2 separate regions of the Zea mays genome follow, and region 2 is linked to region 1. The links are chromatin contacts, called in public Hi-C maps. All regions are on one chromosome and are shown on one strand. Each heading gives the region's core, a stretch centred on a gene start, on an enhancer-like site or on the middle of the called end of the contact. The rest is flanking DNA. Distances are from core to core; before and after follow the strand shown.

The links. Hi-C and Micro-C count contacts between places; a contact is called where the count stands out from the background.
Region 2: a Hi-C map of ear shows a contact between it and region 1, with 2.8 times the contacts expected there. The contact joins the promoter of LOC100282734 here to the promoter of LOC100127528 in region 1. A contact is called at or near these places in 4 of 25 Hi-C or Micro-C datasets (ear, leaf, root tip and 1 more).

Annotation. Positions count from the first base shown.
Region 1 is chr10:129,434,159-129,437,894 of Zm-B73-REFERENCE-NAM-5.0, reverse strand. It overlaps LOC100127528 (ZCN19 protein), which reads right to left and starts at 2,403. Exons shown (of 4, transcript NM_001112785.1): 1 at 2,177-2,403; 2 at 121-182; 3 at 1-34. The coding sequence starts at 2,371.
Region 2 is chr10:129,751,179-129,754,992 of Zm-B73-REFERENCE-NAM-5.0, reverse strand. LOC100282734 reads left to right here and starts at 2,521. Exons shown (of 8, transcript NM_001155640.2): 1 at 2,521-2,922; 2 at 3,086-3,226; 3 at 3,327-3,442; 4 at 3,760-3,814. The coding sequence starts at 2,733. It overlaps LOC100274892, which reads right to left and starts at 825. Exons shown (of 1, transcript NM_001149150.1): 1 at 1-825. The coding sequence starts at 564.

The sequences.
Region 1 (3,736 bases), core at 1,154-3,653:
AGCATTTGCTGATTCCGGGATGTCTGTCACCAACCTGTGACATGTGCTTATTTTAGATTTGTCATATCAAAGTAGTAGAATTACTAGTTTCTAATAATCATGAAATGTTCCAGGTCTTACCAATGAAGGTATTCTCTTTTTGTTGGGTTACTTGGACTTGGGGAGTCTGGATCCACCATCACCTAGTAGCAAGTTAGCTTGTTATCTTGAGGAAATATTTACCACAACTAAATATAGTAGTTCCCTTATCCGGTAGCAGGTGCTTAGCATTTGTTCTCTGAAATTGTTACCACGCATGTCTTTATTCCGAGGATTACAAAGGTACTATTTGCTTAACTAGCACAATCTATATATTCTTTTTCATGGTACATATTAACTCTGATGAATGAAATAAAGTTCCTCTGCTACATACTTGTTTTAATGGTACTATTATGACAGTCTTGTCAATCATCATAATGCAACTAAAATGCAAAAAACTCATATCATGTGATGTATTTCTGCATATACTACAGTTAATCCAAAATTCCTGTACTTATCGAGGATATAACTTTGATTCTAGTCAGCACCATGTAGAAGATGAAGGTACAGGTGCCGATGCAATCAAACATACGGATGACAAGCCAATTTGTAGTGAGGGGCTGTGCTTTGGTGGGGGTGCTAGGGCTTAGGAGGGTCACCAACCTAGGGCCTAGGGCCATGCAGTGCCACTGACCTAGGATTGTGCTTGCCCTTGTGGCGTCGGACCCGCACTCGCCCGTGGCCGGCAAGGGCGGACCCAAAGGGGGGCAAAGTAGTCCATGCCCCCCTCATTTTTTATTAATCCTTTATATCTAATATTTATTTATTGTTAAGTATGAGAAAAGTTCTGGGTGGCCTAAACAGCTTTATCCTGGGCCTCCTCGTCAGATTGGTTCAACTCTGAAATCCTTCTAACTTTTGTCCTCCTCCTCGGCCTAGTCCTTGTATCTATCCGCCTGGCCCCATTCTTCCTGACACCGCTCGAGCTAGTCCATCCAGATGTCTCGTTCTCGACGTTGCTCGTCGCCCCCCTCTTCCTGACATGTGACACCGCCTGACCCTGACCCCTTTTCGGTGCTCCCGTCCTGCTCGTCGTCGTCGCGATGTCGGCCCGTCCGATAGACCAATCTCGCTCATCGCGACGATGCGACCCGATTTTTTACCAGAGATGTCACCTGACCCTGCCCCTTTCCCAACACCTCATCTTCAAGGTGATCGATATTTGACAAGGTAGGCACATCTTCGATTCAGTCAGCAAGAACTTAATGATATGTTTGTTTTTTTTTCATATAGTTTTTCTTATTTCACGATATGAAATTTGAATTTTATGCAACACTAGTTTAGTTTTTTACGGTCTTGTTTGACATCCTATGAGTTCTCGTCCTGCGTCCGCCACTAGCGACGGTCGAGGTGGTGGAGCATCTATGTGGAAACGAGGCAAGTGGATAATTTCGTAGACTTTGCCAACTTTATAGCTAGTGAAAACAGAGGGGGGTGGGGGGGCTATTGTGAATTTTGTGCTAGTTATCTTTATAACCAGCGAACTCCACAGCCAGTGAAAAGCAGGGGATGATGCTGTAATTTATTTTAGTAAGGGCCTGTTTGTTTCGGCTTATAGATTATATAATCTGGATTATAATCTAAATTATATAATTTAGATTATAATCTAAATATATTATAATCTATATGTAGTTGTTTGGTAGTTTAGATTATTTAAATGTAGATTATTCACAAAGACAACAATACCCTTATTTGTTTATTTGAGGTGAGAAAAGAAGGATGACATATATTGTAATTTCTATTTACATAACCATAGGTAGTGGGTATTTTGCCAAAATAATCTCAAATAAGCTACTCTTGAGGAGATTATGAGATTATCATAATCTGGGGTTTAGATTATATAATCTGAACCCATAATCTAGGTGTTTGTTTACCTACTAGATTATTTGCGCTGGATTATGTAATCTAGAGAGATTATAATCTGAAACAAATGGGCCTAAGTACCAAAAGCTGCTTTTAGTTGTGGCTTTAAGTGGAAGCCAACGCCTTTAGTTGACTTTTAATTTTTTTTTAAAACCAAAGCAGGTTGAAAAGCCAAACCAAAAAAGAAGAAGAAAGAATACTACTCAATGTAGTAATGAGCTAGCTATGGACTTACCAGAGTGTAAAGGTTGCTCATGTCGCGCCCACCAATTATTTCAACCCTCGGTTCATTTGCTACCTGCGATGGCTTGAGCTCAGACCCATTGGTCAGTTCCTTGTTGTTGTACAGAACCTTAAGCGAGGCTGCTTTAGTAAACGGGTCCAAAATGTCACCCACCACGTGTCCTACCACTAGTGGATCCCTTGACATGGTTAGGTTAGTCAAGAATGCTAAGTTTGAGGGTCGTGAGCCAAAAAAAAAAGGTTGCCTTGAGGAGTCTTCCTACAGGCCTAGTAAGCTCTAGAGAGAGAGAGAGAGAGAGAGAGAGAGAGAGAGAGAGAGAGAGAGAGAGAGAGAGAGCAAAGAAGCTAGCTGATTTGGCGTCAACTGTGAACTTGTTGAGTGCACTGATTGGTGCAGCAGGTACGTGTCCTATTTATACTTGCAACCTCAAGTGCTGAAAGGCATTCAGGGAGGCGTGTGCTCCAGATGCCCTTGGGAATCTCAGACTTTAAGATGCACGTATTTGTGCTGGTCGTCAACACTGCTGGACTGGACTGGACATACGTAGGCCTGTCCGGGCCAGCCCACTATCTGGGCCTTAACGGAAAGAAGAAGAAAAAAACAGGAGTGATGTCCATGGCAATTCCATACACACACACATGACACATCATCATCGATGAATAAAATCTGATGACTGTGATTCCCTATATCTGTAACTGTAACCCCTCCTGGACATGATATGCTCCCCTCCTGAAAAGTGGGCTGCCTTTTTGACTTGTCTATCAGATTGACACCTCATCTCCTTTCCTTTCCTTTCCTTGCAGCAGGAACATTCCCTCGTCACTCTTCCATCAATAAAAGTTCTACTAGGTGAGTGGAGAAAGTTGAGCCTGAATTCGCTAGCTAGTACTTGGTTGGTAACCATTCTTCTGCATGCCCGGGAAGAGGCTACTGACCATCTGTTTAACCTCCTCGCAGCAGGTTTTCACTTCCAACTTTAGGACTGATTTAGGGTGTGTTTGGTTACAATGACAGAATGAGACGGGGTGAGACGATTATTTAATTAAGGTTGTTTGGTTTAGAGTCAATGGTTGGGATAAAACTATCCCAGTGTTGTCTCTAATTATCCATCAAAATTGCAGGGACAAGAGAGGACACCAAAGGACATCTCTGTCCTGGTTGTTCCGCAGCCAAACGCAGACCAGAGATCACAATGGGATCCATGGGGAAGAAATTCCTTTATGGCTAGTTTGAGAACTACATTTTCCCAAGGGAAAATAAACTAATTTCCTTTGAAAAATAAAAATTCCATGAGAAAACGGGTTCCTAAGCTAGCCCTTACTATTTAAAATTGAATAACAAGAGGATTCATCACATGGATCCCTAATCACCAAATCAGCGCCCTCAGGAACTCCTGATCATAGTTCTACTCTAGTGTTACTGTAACGAAGATTGCCTTTCTCATTGGTGGTGGAAGGCAAGACATGGAAGAAGTTCCTCAAGCGAAACATTATTTCGTGGGAATATTTTTTCTTGACTTCAACGATTAAAAAAAAACAGAGAGAGAGAGAG
Region 2 (3,814 bases), core at 1,272-3,771, 320 kb before region 1:
CCTCTCATAGGGAGACTCAAGCAATAGAAAACACGACCCCGTCTCCTCGGCGGCTCTCTTGGCAGCGAGCAGATGGCCATAGAAACCGACCCCGAAAATCTCCTGCAGGACCTGGCACGCGGCAGCCTTCACGTACTGGTCCCTGCTCCTCTTCTCGGTGACGCACCGCTTGATCACCTGAAACGGCGACGCCGGTACCGGCACGCCCCCGCCTCCATTGCCTGCCAGGCAATCCTCTTCGATCCGGACGTCTTCGAGGGCCGGACGCGCGACCTGGGTGACCACGGCCCTCGGTCGCACCTCCCTGATCAGGCGCTCGGCGTCCGAGGCGGACTGCTCCGACAGATTCTGCGCGGCGAGGATGTAGATCACGCCAGCGCCGTCCCGGTGCCGGTCGTGCGGCGACCCGCCGGGCTCCCGGAGCGCGAGCACGAACTGCTTCGTCTCCTCCGGCACAGAGAGCGACCCGACCAGCCGCGCTGACGCGCGTAGGTCGTCCTCCTCCCTCAGGAGGGCAGAGAACGGCCACAGGGCCTGCAGGTACGAGAGCAGCGCCGACGCCATGGACGGCGCCGCAGCATCGGCGGTGGCGAAGGCGCGCGATCAGGCGGCGAGGAGGGTCGATTGACTTGCCCCCGCCTTCGCCTTTTCCTCCCCTTCCGCTGGACCTAGATGGACGAGGAGAGGGTAATGCGCCTGCACGGCGGCTGATTCTTCTCGGACCGCCGCCGCCGCCGCGGTCGTCGGCTGCAGGGGAGGCGAGAAGAACGGGAATTTCGGTGCCGTGCGGATGGGCGGCGTGACCTAGGATTGGGTTGCTTTGCTTTTCACGCTCCACAGCGTTTTGTTAGAGCAACTCCAATAGTTATGTAAATTTTAGCTCTCTAAATCACAGATTTAAGAAGTTGCTAAATAACTTTTAGAGTAAAAAAATGTGAGTTCTCCAATAGTTCTCTAAATATAGGTTGTAATTTTGTTTTGTATTTATCCACATAAAAAATAAGTCACAAAAACTATATAATGCAGTCAACATTTTTGTTTAGGGAGTTGTTAAATGGTTGCCAAATGTAGAGAGAAAATGAGGTTAGATGACAAGTTGTTAAATTTAGAAAGTTCATTTAGAGAACTGTTGGAGAATAATTTTCATGTTAATTACCTAAATTATTGATTTAGAAAGTCTTTTAGAGAACTACTGGAGTTGCTCTTAGGATATAGGAGGAGTTGCTGCTGCTCTTGGTCTTCCAGTCCAGTCTAGACTCCAGACTCCGCGGTTGCGTGCCGCGCGATAGGTCTCGTTTGGGCGATTGGGGCCGAACCGCGAAGCCTACCGGCCCATGTCAATATGGCCCACCACGCAAGGCCTAGCCAATTGGCAAACAAGTGTTTCTGCTTAATTTTTCGATTTACCTACCGTGCCAACCGTGGTCTCCGATGCCGATGCTTCCCCACAGGCCACAGCCACAGGCGATGCACAACCACCTCATCCATTTGGTAATCAAGTAGGCGATGGCACTACATGTTATTCATGTTTGCAAATTGCAACTTCGTTCAGTGTTCACCGTGATATTTCCTGCTTTCGTGACGCTTCGTCTACTTTGAAACCCTAATTTAATTTCTTAGAGCAACCTCGTCGGATCTGTTTTCCCCGTTTTTTTTTCTTAAAAGTTAATATAAAGAATTAAAATAACTTAAATTCAGAAATTCCATCTTTTTTTGTGGGACTAGTGATGCAACGTCAAGTAGTTACTCCATTCTAATTTATTTGTACGCCAGGTAATCCATACCCAAAATACGTAGATGTGCAAACGACGGGATATTTGGTATGGTTCAACATAGAGCCGGCCAAAGCACGGTCACGGCTCGCCGGCACCGAGCTAGGCACCAGCGTAGAGATGGCAATGGGTAAAAACCCGCTGGGTATTACTTGCCCAAACCCATACCCGCGAAGAAAAAATACGCCCGCCAAAAAACCCATACCCATGACGGGTATAAAATTTTGCCCAAACCCATACCCAGGCGGGTTTCGGGTACCCAACGGGTTTCCCATACCCACTAACATCAACATAAAAAATAATTCATCATGTAAATGACAATCAATACATTAATAAGCTAGCATAAAAGGAACAAGTGATAACTAATTTTAGCCTAAAATTTGTTACATGAAGTTTATTTCAATTAGAACATATTCAATTAATAATATTATGAGACATATTTATAAGAAATGTTGATTTTAAGGCGGGTTTTAAAAACCCACGGGTTTGCGGGTATGAGTAGTGGAAGAACAAACCCATGCCCACGTACCCATTGGGTTTCCATTTGAACCCATTAACAAACCCATGGGTAGAGAAATTGACCCAAACCCATATCCTAATAGAGCAAAAACCCACCGGGTTTCGGGTAGCGGGTACCCATTGCCATCTCTACACCAGCGCACCACACGCCGGCTCCCCTATTGAACAGCAAAACCGAGCATTAAAAAAACAAAAGCTTAAAAGTTTGGGCTGCTAAAGCCCATTGCGAGAGATCGCGATCACAAAGTGTCCATTCTCGTTTCGGTCGCAAACGGGTAAAGACCCACGGACAGGACAAGTTTGCAAAACCCCCCTCTTTGTGCTGTTTCTTCTCGCCGCCGCCGCCGCCGTCGTTGCCGCTAGCCGGCGTAGCTGATAGGAAACCTGACCACCTGAGCCTTCTGTAGACCAGCCTCAGCGCAACTCCCAACCACTTCTCTTATGGCGCTCCTCCTTCGCCGAGGCGTGGCCCTCGCCGCCCGCTCCTTCCGCGCCGCGGCCGCCTCCTCCGCTTCCACCACTGTGCACCGCCTCCCAGCCGGGGCGTCCCTTGCGGGCGCCGGGGAATTGGCTCCGGCGCAGCTCTTCTTCTTCGAGAACCGAAGAGGCTTCGCGAAGGGGAAGAAATCGAGTAAGTTGCGCGCCCGCATCCGCACCTCAGTGGAGTTAGATAATGTGGAATGGCACCCGGACCTCCTCGGAGAGTTGTGTGTTACTAGTACTCATTAGGTCATGGTTATGGAAGCATTGCCTTTGATGGACCAATCGCTTTTTATGTGTTTGTGCTTGTGTAGAGGATGATCGAGGTGACACTGTTCAAGCTGTTCCTGACATTGGGCCAACTGTCAAATCAGCTGCCACCGCACAAATGGACGCTGCAGTGATCGCACTGTCACGAGAGCTGAGCAAACTACGGACTGGAAGAGCTACACCTGGTAGCCTATATTGCTGCCTTTGCTATAATTTTCTTATTTTCCTTTTGTTGATCAGTGCAGTTTCTCCGGCTAATGATAAAAATTCATTTTTTTTCTGTAGGCATGCTTGACCATATCATGGTGGAGAATGCAGATGTTAAAGTTGCATTGAATCGCATTGCCGTTGTTTCTGTCCTGGACGCACATACCCTATCAGTGATGCCTTATGATCCTACTGTAAGAAGCATATCTTTCCTTAAATTCTACTAGCTGAAGCCGGTAGATTACATTGTCAAGTAGACACAGTTTTTGTATCAATAATTTGTTCCCCGGAGGATCAAGTCAAATTTCCTGAAAATCTGATACATGATACACAGAAGATATGTTTGGTGTTGTTTTCATCACAAGTTTCTGTTATAGGCCTAAACGCCAAATGCCATGTTAATGTGTTTGTTACCTGTTGCCTTGGACTAAAATAGCGTAACAATTTGAATTGTACTTGGGCTTCTGCTTTTAGCGTCCCTTCGACTCATTTTTAAGTTGTTGCTCTACAGTCCATGAAGTCGATCGAGCATGCTATTATCTCATCACCATTGGGCATTAATCCAA